Linked DNA regions of Mus musculus: region 1 is linked to region 2. The links are chromatin contacts, called in public HiChIP or PLAC-seq maps. All regions are on one chromosome and are shown on one strand. The core of a region is the stretch at or near the end of the contact, and the rest is flanking DNA. Distances in the headings are between cores, read along the strand shown. Region 1 holds the start of Soat1 (sterol O-acyltransferase 1). Region 2 overlaps Fam163a (family with sequence similarity 163, member A).

Evidence for each region. HiChIP or PLAC-seq counts read pairs in DNA pulled down with a chosen protein or histone mark.
Region 1: an H3K27ac HiChIP or PLAC-seq map of extraembryonic endoderm stem cells shows a contact between it and region 2. The contact joins the promoter of Soat1 here to the enhancer-like site in region 2. A contact is called at or near these places in 13 of 39 promoter capture datasets (the 3T3-L1 cell line, 3T3-L1-derived adipocytes, the HPC-7 cell line and 6 more), 11 of 484 Hi-C or Micro-C datasets (the HL-1 cell line, embryonic stem cells and ventricular fibroblasts), 11 of 115 datasets of contacts at active chromatin or transcription factors (astrocytes, bone marrow-derived dendritic cells, bone marrow-derived macrophages and 6 more) and 2 of 9 other capture datasets (embryonic stem cells and liver).

What each region holds. Positions count from the first base shown.
Region 1 is chr1:156,471,309-156,477,601 of GRCm38.p6, forward strand. It overlaps Soat1 (sterol O-acyltransferase 1), which reads right to left and starts at 3,020. Exons shown (of 16, transcript NM_009230.3): 1 at 2,840-3,020. Gm39682 (a long non-coding RNA gene) reads left to right here and starts at 5,251. Exons shown (of 4, transcript XR_865657.1): 1 at 5,251-5,329.
Region 2 is chr1:156,078,684-156,085,343 of GRCm38.p6, forward strand. It overlaps Fam163a (family with sequence similarity 163, member A), which reads right to left. Exons shown (of 5, transcript NM_177838.3): 3 at 2,709-2,730; 4 at 1,269-1,488; 5 at 1-627. The coding sequence starts at 1,361. The coding sequence ends at 214. Among named protein-coding and RNA genes, the nearest start is that of Tor1aip1, 46 kb to the left of the region's middle. Within about 2 kb of position 4,803, at least 13 of the 459 cell types and tissues checked have an H3K27ac peak or open chromatin away from gene starts, as enhancers often do. A contact at or near this core is called in extraembryonic endoderm stem cells, where this site is marked.

The DNA.
Region 1 (6,293 bases), core at 1,770-4,269, 390 kb after region 2:
GTTGAGGAACTGAAAACAGATCATAGGATTGTTCTCACAAGAGGCCCAGAAGGAAAGGAAAATAAGGACCATCCATAGTTTTGGGCACCAGGAGGTGGGCCACTAACTCACTTAACATTTGAACGACTTAGTTATTGTTGATTTTTCTGTCTGTTTGTTTGGGGGTTTCTTTGTCATTTGTTTAAGGTTTCACTGTGTAGCCCTGTGTAGTAGTAGCCCAGGTTTCTACTGCTTATAGAACTCAGACCCACCTACGTCTTCCTCAAAGTACTGGGATAATAGGCCTGAGCCACCACACACATTTCCACTCCATTTGCTAAGATGTGGATCTGTATAGAGGAACTATCCTCCTTTTAGGTGACACAGTTAACCAGAGGGCTGGCCCGCCGGCCTAGTGGGTAGAAATGCTTGCCACACAAGCATGACATCCCAAATCCAATTCCTGGAAGCCACATAAAGGTAGAGGGAGAAAACCAACTCCACCAAGTTGTCCTCTGACCTCCACCCTCACTACAGTGACATATGTGTGCCATCCCTACCCAGGGAGCTCCAATCACACACACACACACACAATAGTATTAAAATATACCACACTGATTAGACAAGAATGTAAGAAACCAATCTGTACAGGGAAGTTGTGTAATGTTCTGTGGTAAGCATCTTAACTTGACTCCAGAGGGCAAAAAGAAAGAATTAGAGAAACAAATGAATCGTGTCCCAAAGAAATGTCGACTTTAGCCTCCCGGCAGTTAACAAAGACTTCAAAAGAACCGATAAAGCCGTATCACAAATAAATACTGGGTACCTAGGCAGGTGAGTAACTGCTACACCACCCTGAGGTTTGGCAGAGAAGAAAAACCACTGTGGATAGAGTGTACAATCCAACCCTGAATCCGTGGTACACACCTAGAGTCCTAGCATTTGCGGGGTTGAGGCAGGAGAAGCAGTAATTCAAGATCATTCTCAACTACCCAGTGTTAGAACAGCCTGGGCTCCATGAGATCCTGCCCACAGAAAGAAGGGAAGGACAGGGGGAAGGGAGGGAGGGAGAGAGGGGAGGAAATTAACAGTCCAAAGCATAATGTGTACATTTTTAGGGGGTGTTTTGGTTTGGTTTGGGGGGGGGGTGGGAGAGGCTTTTGTAGGTTTTTTGGTTGGTTGGTTGGTTGGTTGGTTTGGTTTTTCAAGACAAGGTTTCTTCTCTGTATAGCCTGGCTGTCCTTGAACTCACCTGGCAACCCTACAACTTTTTCAAGAAGCTAACAGAACAGGGTCAATTAACAAGACTAAAGAATATGAGTACTTGAGCAAATTTTATATACATCTGAGTTTACTTTACTTACAAATGACTAAATATAACTAGTTATCCAACACGGCGGGGGGGGGACGGACACAATTCTAAGAGTCCTGTCTGACAAATGAAACTTCCATAGGAAACAGGCACTCACTCCTATGTTAAGGCCTAAAGTTAATGTTTTTTCTCAAAGTTCCTTTTTTGACACCCCCCCCACACTCTTATTTAGTTCTATTCCTGCAAGATACTGAGAAGACACAGAAAAGATAGACTAACCTCGTGAAATTCACTATAAAACAAAGCATCTATTTACTACAGATGATTCCTGCTGGTAAGGAGACTTCAGAATGCTAACAGGCTCAGACTGACCAGTGGCTCCCACCGGGAAGTGATCTTTGATTTGAGGAATGCTTAGGGGGCGGCGGAAGAAGGGGAATAAGGCCCCCGGGGAAAATGGTCCAGGAGATAAGAAGCAGCTTTCCAGGCACAAGGAAGGAGAGCTAGAGCCTGAAGAACCCGCCCAGCCTTTAAGATAGCAGGAGCTCAGGCGCCTAGAGCTGGGTCTGAGTCCTGAAAGAACGTGAAACCCCTGACCAGTTCCAAGCACGTGACAAGCTAAGCCGTGTGCTTCTCCACGTTTCCTCTCCTTACTCTTCACAGCATCAGAGCTCTTCGCAAGCCCCACTCCTGTGCCGCCTGAGCTGGCTTTTCAAAAAACCAAGTCATTTATATTTCCCAGTTGAAAGCAAACAAAAGAAAAAGAAGTATTCAAGTTGGATTCTGCATTCTTGAAGAAGGCAAGAAGTTTGGGGGGGCGGGGGAGACACAGTGGCAACTACTTAAGTATTACAGTGACCAAGGAGTTTTATATAAAATGCAGAGACTGGAGCTTACAACAATGTCTCCTCCCAAAAAACCGCTGAATATATATATTGCTTAAGTTACGTGTCTATTAGCACTTAAGATCAAAGACAGACACTTAATCCCCCCCCACCCCCCCGCTACTTAAAAACAGAATATGAGCTTGAAACAGGTTTTTCCCTGGCCCATATAGAGTCTGGTGCCTGGTAGTGCCATCTTTCCCTTCATATATATATACATTTCCTCCGCCCACATCAAAAAAAAAAAAAAAAGAAAATAAGAAAAAAAAAGAAAGAAAGAAAGAAAGAAAGCTGATTTCCTGAGCGGTTTTTTTTTTTTTTTAATGTCGCTTTTCAAAGAGTGCAATGACTTCTAATTCTCAACTTTCTTCACTACTGACTGGCTTGAGAGACGCCACATGATTCGGAGGGGACATCAAACCATCACTAATAATGAAAAGGCTGCCAGTCATCGGATGCATTGGATGGCTGCGGGTAACTTTCCCGCTCTCCCCTCCAAACTCAGCGGGACCCTCCCCAGGCAGCAGACAGCGTCCGGGTGGGACAGTCCGGCCCAGGCCAGGCCCGCAGAGCCGGAGCGGCGCCGCCACCGCAGTCCCCTTCTTCTCGGGCTCAGGGTGGACCTGGTCAGGAAAGGAGGAGGGGAGCGGAAGCTTGAGGTTACCTGCGAGCGGAGGGCAGCTGCGGCGGTCTAGGCGGTAGGCTGGGCGGCCGCAGGACGGTCGGAGACTAGGATGTCCCTTCGCCGGCCCGCTACGCCGCCAGCCGGGCTACGGAGGAAGATAAAGCGCAGGCCCCCACCCCCGTTCTCCGCCCCAACCTCCCAGCCCGCGGCTGCGTCACGCGCATCGCCCCGAGCTCCGGGATGCCATTGGTGGTCCTGCGGCGTCCGGCAACGCCCACTGCCACGCCCCCTCCCATATCTAGGGTACCCACTGGGCTTCTCTAGCTACCTGGCTTTCTGGCTCCACCCCAACTCTCCTCCAGTGTGGCTACGAGGAGGCCAAGTCAACTTCCTTAGAGTTTGAAAAGGCAGCCTGCGAGATGGGACAAGGCGGAGTCTGATACTGACCGTTAAGGAATAAGACAGAAGCAGTGGCAAAAAAACCTGTCATAAGTTGCTTTGTGGTCTAAATTCTACTTGACTCAGTCTGTCCTTCAACAACACACAACTTAGATAAGACAGAAGTGAGTCACTTGAAATTATGGGACAATCAAGTAATTTAAAAAGCATCCTTGGGAACTAAATAATCAAAAAAAAAAAAAAAAGATACAGATAGATTTAGGACATAGGTAAAGAAAGCAGATTAGGCCTTGGATTTCTCAAAAGCAAAGATGTGAATGAATTTAGGGTAAAGGTGGGTAAAAGAGAAAATTAAACAGACTGGAGAGATACTGTCGGCCTGCAAAACAGTGTCAGCTAAACTGGCTTCGTTAATCTTTCAGTCAGTCCCTAATCTGTCCAGCTGACCATTCCTTTCCTAGTCAAATACCCTAAACAATGCCTGAGGCTTGCATGAATTGCCTGCTCTGGAGATCTTTCACAAAAGGAGTTCCCCTGTTAGCCCATAGCAGGCAACACTGCTCGCCTTAGAGCAGCTGGGCTCTGCACAGGTGTGCCCAGTTTTTGCCCTCTCTGGGACAACTGTGTTTAATGGTTCTGTCAACAGTTTGGTGATAGCATTTGGAAGCACTCAACTGCCTTTGCTTCCACCTCCTCCTATCCCACCAGTTAGAACATTTGGGACTAAAAATTCACTTCTATTGGGACTCTTGGTAGAGACACTTGCCTATTCACTGTTCCATTTAGTCAGTTAAAAATAAAAATACAGAGCTGGTATACAGCTCCTGAGCTTGGTGATGCACATATTTAATCCCAGCAGCTGGGAGGCAGAGGCAGGTGGATCTCTGTGATTTGGAAGCCAGCCTGGTCCACATAGTGAGTTCCAAGACAGCCAGGGCTTTGCAAAGAGACCCTGTAGGTAAATAGGTAGGTAGGTAGGTAGGTAGGTAGGTAGGTAGGGTAGATAGAAAGGAAGAAAGAAAGAAAGAAAGAAAGAAAGAAAGAAAGAAAGAAAGAAAGAAAGAAAGAAAGAAAGAAAGAAAGGAAGGAAGGAAGGAAGGAAGGAAGATAGAAAGAAGATGAAGTAGGAAGAACAGAAGTTCAATTTTGCAGGCCGACAGTGTCTCTCCAGTCCGTTTAGCTTTCTCTTTCACCCACCTTTACCCTAAATTCACTCATATCTTTGCTTTTGAGAAGTCCAAGGCCTAAACTGCTTTATCTATGTCCTAAATCAATCCAAATCATCTTTTGATTATTTAGTCCCAAGGACACTTTTTAAATGACTTGAATGTCCCGTTACTTCAAGGCACGAGTCAAGGCACAACCATGAATTAAAACAGAAGCAGCCACCGGGAGAAAAATAAGACAATTGCAAGTAGTGATAAGTGTTAGGAAAAAAATAGAGAGTGGTCAGGAAAAGATGCGAAAGAATGCCATGATTAATTTTAAAGGTTTCCCAGGTTGTCATAAAAGAACACAGAGAGTTGGATGACATGAATTGCATATGATTAACCACTTACGTTTTGTAAAGACAGAGGAAAGGCTGATTTTTCTGAGGTAGTCTGAACTAAGACCCAAATAAGGAAGAATTAGCAATCCCAGCCACAGGCAGGAAGAACAGTGAGTGGGATGAGCCTGGTCCTGAAGGGCTCTGGCTGCTCTGAGGCGCAGGAGGCTGGAGCACACTTGGGGGGAGGGTAGAGCACACAGAGGTTGGAGCCTTGAGCAGGAGCCCAATCCTGCTGTTTGGATTCTTTTTCATAAGTTCAAAGGGAAGAAGATAAAGGGTTCCTGGGGGAGGAAGGGAATTAAACCAAGGCCTCACTGTGAAGCCCTCTAACTCATTCATCCACCTGCCTCAGCTGGTATTGAAGGGAGTGGGGGTGGGGGTGGAGAAACACCACAGCCAACCTGGGCTTTGTTGTTTTTGTGTATGTGTTTTCTTGTTTGTTTTCATCTATTTTTTTTCTTTTCTTTTTTTTTTTTTTTTTACCTATTTTATATAGAATATAGAGAAGGATCTCCACAGAACAGCAGAAGTGGAACAACAAGAAACAAGATAACAGAGATGTTCTTGGCTAAGCGTGCGGGGTAGGTCATAGTCGGGCCCTGGATTAGGGTGCTTGCTGTAGAAATCAAAGGTAAGAGAGTTGAGGGTATTTCCCTGAGGCGCAGAAGTGAAGAAACGTGAACTCGAGGTAACTACAGGTCACTTCTTTGAGCAACAGGTGGGTGTCGATATCATCTAGTATAAAGGTGAGGAGAGAAACTCCAGGGCCTCTGGCTAGAATCCAAGTGCCTTCCAAACTGGCCCATAAAAATCTCACATCACCTAATCCTGAGACCAAGGCATAGGTAGATGGGACTCTCTTCATCATATTCCAAAACAAACAAACAACAATAAACCAAGACATTTACAGAACCTGGAGACAGTTGATTGAGACTGTCTCTCGGGAAGAGAGCTAACCAAGCCACTTGAAAATTGTGGGACAAATGTTACAGGGAAAAAAAAATATGTTTGAGGCAGTGCCTACCTAATGCGGGGTCATTGTATTTAATAAGTCCATGTTTTCAAAGCTTTCCATTAGCAACCACTGTCTCCGTTGCTGCTCTTCTGGATGTGGTGAGAATGAAAGACTGGGCTAGAGAGGAGACCGAATGGAGAAGAAGCATGCTGAACCTGACTTTCTAATTAGTAGAATGGCTGTCGGGGGAAAGGAAGGAAGAATTTTCAAAATAAAGGGAAAACAAGGTCCAAACCCATAAGACAAAAGAACCCTGCAATGCATAGGGACTTCCAGGCCAGCCCAGGTCCAAGGAACAGAGAGGTAGGTTGCAGAGGATCCTTAACTACAGGGCACTTCCTGACAGACAAAGCTGAATCAGTAAGCGGGTGTGTCTGAGACATCCTGATTCAGAAACCCATAGACATTGGGGAGCCAGCAGTGGATGCCAAGTTAGGAGAGACTCATGATTTAGAAGACCTTACTGGACAGAGGTGCAGCTGGAGGTGGGTAGATTAATTAGAAGGGTGATGTGTAATATAGGTGAGATG
Region 2 (6,660 bases), core at 3,553-6,052:
ATCAGGTCCCTACCTCTGGGCCACAGGGCTGGCGACAGGTCCTGCCCTGGTCCTCAAGCATTTACTTGTACACATCTTACTGTACCTCTGATCTGGAAGCCAGAGAAACTGAAATGGTTTCTGGGGGAGAGGGCGATTGGAGAGTCCCCTCCAACACTCCATTGCTCCTGCTGGGACCGCAGTGTTGGGTGTGTGCAGATTGGGGTGAAAGGATTATACATCGGTACTAATAGCCCTTGGATTAGTGAAGGCCTCATGCCCAGAACTTGGCCAGGTCACCGGGTAATTCTGTGGTGCTGCCAACTTGAGGGATGGGGTTCCCCCCTCTTTGTAGTGTGTAGGGGCGAAGGAGAGCCTCTCGCCTCCACCCCCGTTGGGCACCATGTCAGCTGTCCGTATGTAAAAGGGGGTGCGGTAAGGGGAGCAAGTGGTACAGTGGCTGGCCACCCCACACGGCTGGCTGCAGGACTCGCTGGTGAGAGGTGCCAGGCCGCCTCTGCCGTCCAGGACGTGGGAGCTGCAGGCATTGCAGGCGGGGACTCGGGGATGGATGGAAAGGCCGTGTTCCTCCTCTTCCTCTTCCTCCTCAGCATCCTCGCCATCTGTGCCCTTCTTGCAGCAGTAATACTGGGGGTGGGGTGGGGAGGAAAAGGGATGCTTAAGAGGAGGTCTAGCTCCCCCCCACCCCCATCACTAGTGAGTGTACACAGGAACAAAACCTCCTCCGTCTTTTACCAGGGACCTCATGCCGGCCACTTTGTTGGGGAAGGGAAATATGCTTTAGAACTAGAGACCCTCATCTCACAAGCATGGACTCCCAGCTTCACCAGGCCAGCGCTTCTCCCTTTTGCTCAGTGTGTCCTGGTGGGCGGGGGGGGGGGCGGGGGGGGAGCAGAAAGGGAGACACATGGCCAGGGAACGCAAAGCCAGGGTTGGAGGCTGCTTCAGCAGTTCTCAGTCTCCCAGGGCGGTGACTTTCCTACCAAGGCCACCATCTCAGAGGTGAAAGGGAGACATTCTGGGGTGCCTCTGTGGGGTGCAGAAAACGTGTCTGTCTGTCTGTCTGTCTCTGTGCTGGGGGGTGATGAACAGTTTCCTTCTGAACACGCTCAATTTTCAGCCTCCTTCACTTATATCCATATTCTATGGCTTTGGGCATTATTGCCTCCAAAGTGGGCCTCCAGTTTCTGCCCCCATCGAGGAGAAGTGGCTTGCCTGTGTGTCCCCCCCAACCCCCCAGCCTCTGACCACAGGCCCACGGTACTGACCTGGAGCCTACAGTAGCACAGGACAGCAATGATACAGAGGAGGATCACTGTAGCTAGGATTCCGCCAGTGATCACAACCGTTCCCGCTGTCATCCGCCCGGCGCCCCATCAAACTCTGCAAAGATGTATGCCGGTAAGTGAGGAGTAGTTGGTCCACATTCTCTGCACAGCAGTAGACAGGAGGACAGGAGCTGAGTGGACCCAGGCCCGCATTGGTTTCCTGAAGGGCAGAGAGGACTTGCTATGCTTAACCCAGAGTGGGATGGGGGCCTCCGCTGCAGGAGGGAAAAGACAGAGAGTGCTGACTGCTCCATTTCTCCTTGTGTCACCTGGTTTCTCTCTTTGCCTCCTCCGTTACTATTGTTACTATTGTTGTTGTTGTTGTTGTTATGTATATATGCGTGCCTGTGTGTATATGGGGTAGATGTGAAGACCAAAGGACAACCGTGGGTGTTGTTCCTATCATCATCATTATTATTTTGTTTTGTTTTGAAACAGGGTTTCTCCAAGTTACTCTAGCTGTCCTGGAATTGGGTCTGTAGACCAGGCAAGCCTTGAACTCACTTTCCTCTGCCTCCCAAATGCTGGGATTAAAGACATGCACCCCCCCCCCGTCTTCTTTCCTCTCTCTCTCTCTCTCTCTCTCTCTCTCTCTCTCTCTCTCTCTCTCAGACAAAACCTCTTACTAGCCCAGAACTTGCCAAGGAGGCTAGGTTAGATGGTCAAGGAGCCCCAGGATTTGCCTATTTCAGACTCTCATCCTAGTATTACAAATGCCCGTCATCACATCTGACTCTTTTTAAATGTGAGGTCTAGGGAGCAGACTCGGGTCCTCTTTGGAGACTGAACCCAGGTCCTTATGCTTGCAAAACAAACCCTATTATTCCTCCTCAGTCTTCACCTCCTTCATGACTTCCTGCTCTCGTAGCTAGAAGAAGAAATACCAGAAGGGCGTTGTCTGTGGGGAGTTATGCTAAGTATTCCCCATTTCCCACAATGCCTCAGGAATCGTCACATTAACCTTTTGAGACAGCTACTCACTATCCATGTTCTGCATATGGGGCACTGCCCTGAGGCTTTGACCTATTTGCCTGGAATTGCACCTAGCCTGGCTCCCCCTACAAGCCAAGCTCTGTATCACTTCTCTCTTGGGGACAAATATCATTGGCTTCTGAAACGTTGGGGACATGAGCCCAGAGAGAGCTGGCAGGCAACATTCTGGATCCAAGAAGGCCATGACCAGGCTAGGAAAACTGGTCTTGGTTCTTGGAATCAAATGAGCAGGACAGAGGCAGGCTGTGGGTCAGGCCATTGTGGCCTTTGGCAGGCCAGTGAGAACTGGTTTCTGAGCTTCCAGGCCTATGGGGACCCCACCCACACCCCTGCTGGACAGTGGTGGCTTCATGGCTTGAGGATGGAGGGAGGATTTCAAGGACTTACATTCAGTGAAGGGAGCGATGACCTGTAAGACAGCAAAAGGGACAGAGATATTGGGAAGAGAATGTTACTCCCGACAGCACTTGGATATCCACTGTTATCTCAAACTCAATACCCACAGGAAAAAGGCACTATTTTGCTCTAAGTTGTCCCTATCTGTCATGATTCCACTGCAGCTAGGCCTCAGCTGCACCCTACTTACCAAGCCCTGAATCCTGTGTGGTCACCTGGATGAAGGGGTACCCATTCCTTCACTCAAAGGTGCCATTTGCCCACCAGGTGCTCTTAGAAAGCCTGCTTCTTGTTGGGGTTGGTCTGGTGCAGCTATGTATTCAAATACTAAACACTGCCCCCCCCCCACTAAATCTGGTTGCTCACCCCATGAGGAGATCATCGCGTACACCACGTGATGCTATGTAACTGTCCTCCCCAAGTTAATTGGTCAGTAAAAAGCTAAAGCCTGTGATTGGGCAGTAGATAGGTGTAGGCAGATGTAGGCCAAAGAGGAAAGATGAAGAAGAGAGGCGATGGAGAGGAGAGGAAGGAGCCATGAGGAGATGGACCATGAGCACGTGGCCAGGAGAAACAGCAAATATCAAGGGACATGTGGCTGGGATATAAGTTAGAACAGCTCCAAAATCTGCCTGATCTAGGCTTAGAGTTTATAAAGAAAATACCTGAGTTGTGTGTCTTTTATACAGGCTAGCTAGACTCTATCATTGCTTTTACAGCTTCTACTGCATTTAGAAGTACCAAGCAGCCTCGCTGCTACTAACCTGGCTGTGAACCAGCAGTGTGGGCCTGCGCTTGCAACAAGGTGTCTCCTGTTCACCACAGAGCCTAAGGAGTGGGAATTTGCATTTTAAAAAAAGTCTTGGGGCTGGTGAGATGGCTCAGTGGTTAAGAGCGCCGACTGCTCTTCCGAAGGTCCGGAGTTCAAATCCCAGCAACCACATGGTGGCTCACAACCATCCGTAACGAAATCTGATGCCCTCTTCTGGAATGTCTGAGGACAGCTACAGTGTACTTACATATAATAAATAAGTAAATCTTTAAAAAAAAAAAAGTCTCAGGAGATTTATTTGCACATGAGTCTGATCAGAGGTGCCACGCTGTTCTGGCTGAACTATCTCAGAGACTTTTGGTCGTCTTTGGTCTTCTGTCCCCTGTGCCAGTTCAGGCTGAACTGGTGTACTGGCTTCCTAACGAGCCTTCCTGGGTTTGTGTGTGAGACCTGTGCTTTCCACTGTGGTTCGGCCTTTCTTCAGCCCCTCCTGTGCCTGCCTGTGACTCCAGCATCTTTCTAGCACTGCCTGAAAATAGATACATAGTTTTAAGTTGACTAGCTTCTACCAAAATAAGACTTGAAGAGTGGAATACATGGGAAGGCACTGCGGTCGGGAGGGCACTGCGGTCGGTCGGATCCAGAATTGGGACGAGAGCTCAGGAATGGGGCAGCCAAGTAAGGCTGCTTGGTGCCTTGAAGGATGTGTAAGATCTGAATACATGGAGAAACATGATCACATACCACCAGAGCCCCTCAGGACTTCCCATCACCACCAGCGTCAAAGGCTCTGCCCTCCCCAACTTTCCTGCAGGTTCACCTTCATTTACCTTCTACTCAGCCCCCATTGTTCCTTCAGCTGAAGCTCCTGCTCCCTGTAGCAGTCCTGGCTCTTGTGTATGTGTGTGTGTGTGTGTGTGTGTGTGTGTGTGTGTGTGTGTTTGCTGATTACTGATCTTACAAGTCCGAGATAAATCCTGTAAGCTGAGAGAAGGTGGTGCTGATAGAAACGAAGCAGTCCAGGGGTTGAAAAACACGGGGGTGGGGTGGGGTGGATTGGGGAGGAAAAGGAAGGGGGAGGGGAAATGGCTGGTGAACAAGGCCCTGAGAACTAAAAAAGTCTGGGAAGGCTGGGACTCACTAGGAGTAGGCATGAAGTAAACAGGGTTTTGTTGGAGTGATGTTCTTGTGCAGTGGGTAAAGACTATCCTTGTATTATTCAAATGTTGGTGAGAAATCAACACCGAGAGATGGGTAGAGGCCGACTTTGGTTTTGTCTCGGTGTTTTGTAAACATTCTTCTCCGCCATCCTTGGGTCAATAAAGAGCTTCTCAGACAATTGCAGAGGAAATGGGAAGGTTGGACTTCGGATCCCAGCCCCCTAGGGGTCCCAGGGAGAGAGAAGGATGCGAAGGACCACAGGAAAAAAGATAGAGAGACCATGGGGAGAGATCAGGAGGATTTGCCAGGAGATAGCCGTGACAGAGTAGGACGTGGACCAGAGCGAGCCAGGGCGATACAAATTGAAGGTCCTCTGGCTGGGAAGTAGCCTTAGAGTTGGGATAGCTCAGAACCTGCAAGCCTAGGTTTGCAGCTTGTTAATAAACTTAATAGACCTTTGTGTCAGTTATTTGGGAACCAGACTGGGCTAAGAGGCATAGAAATTCCCTGCAGTTACTCTGGTACAAAGAGGGTAGAAGAAAAGTCCCGAAGACTTCGAGTTACAGGGCTTCAGGACAGAAGAGGAGCTGAGACTCGATTCCTTTGGAGGTGATGGGAAGTCCTGAGGGGCTTTGGTGGCATATGATCATCTTTCTCTACTTGTTCAGATCTCACACATCCTTCAAAGCACCAAGCAACCTTCCTTGGCTGCCCCATTCCCAAGTCCTTGCCTCAATTCTGGATTCTACCGCAATATCTTTCCCCTTTCCATATTCTATTTCTCAAGTCTTATTCTAGTGGGTACTAGTGAATATATATATATATATAACATATGAGTGTTTTGCCTGTGTGCATGCATGTGCACCACATGTGTGTACCTGGTACCTGAGGAAGCCAGATAGGGTTTTAGATCCCCTGGAATTGGAGTTACACATGGCTGTGAGCTACCCATGTGGATGCTGGGAATTGAATCAGGATCTTCTTGGGGATAAAAAAAACAAAACAAAACAAAAAAACCCAGCAAGGGCTCATAATTGTGGAGCCATTTTTCTTTTGATGCAAAAATACCTTAAGCCTTCTACTAAGTTGTGTATATTGCGGGGGCTTTGGGGGGGTTCTGCCTGAGATTCAATAATAAAGACATGGAGACATCTCTATGGTATGAGGCTGTTATGTTAGCCTGTTTGCTAGGGCAGTCCCTCAGCCACACATGTCTCTCCACCAGGCCTCCCTGACCCACCAGGCCCACCCTGACCAGGCCTCCCTGACCCACCAGGCCCACCCTGACCAGGCCTCCCTGACCCACCAGGCCCACCCTGACCAGGCCTCCCTGACCCACCAGGCCCACCTTGACCAGGTCTCCCTGACCCCACCAGGTCTCCCTGACCAACCCCTGCTCTGCTTCAGTCCCTCTGCCCCAGCTCCTATGGCAAGCAAGCTCTTTATCAAAAGCCACATTCCTTTCTCCTAGAAAAAAAAATCTATTAGTGTAGGAGAGGCTCTACAGTCTACTCATTGTGAGCAGGGCTAAGCCCAGTCCAAACCTCAGCGTTGCCTCTTGGCAAGATTAAGGGCAATGTGACCTTCTGTGACACCCCCCCCCCGCCCCGTGACAACTTTTTAATATGATAATATCAGAGAATCCACTTGGCACAGTGATTAACAATTGAGAATGCTGGGACACACTTTCTTTTCTTTTCCTTTTTAAAAATTGGTTATTTTTTTATTTACATTTTAAATGGTACCCCCTTTCTTGGTTCCCCCCTCTAGGATACCTCCTATCCCATTCCCCCTCCCCCTGCTTCTATGAGAGTGTTCCTCCACCCACCAACCCACCCACTCCCACCTCCCTGCCCTTGATTCCCCATATACTGGAGCATCTATCGAACCTTCATAGGACCAAGGACCTCTCCTCCTATTGATGCCTGACAAGGCCATCCTCTGCTTACATATGCAGCTGGAACCATGTGTACTCCTTGGTTGGTGGCTTAATCGGGGGGGGGGTGCAGT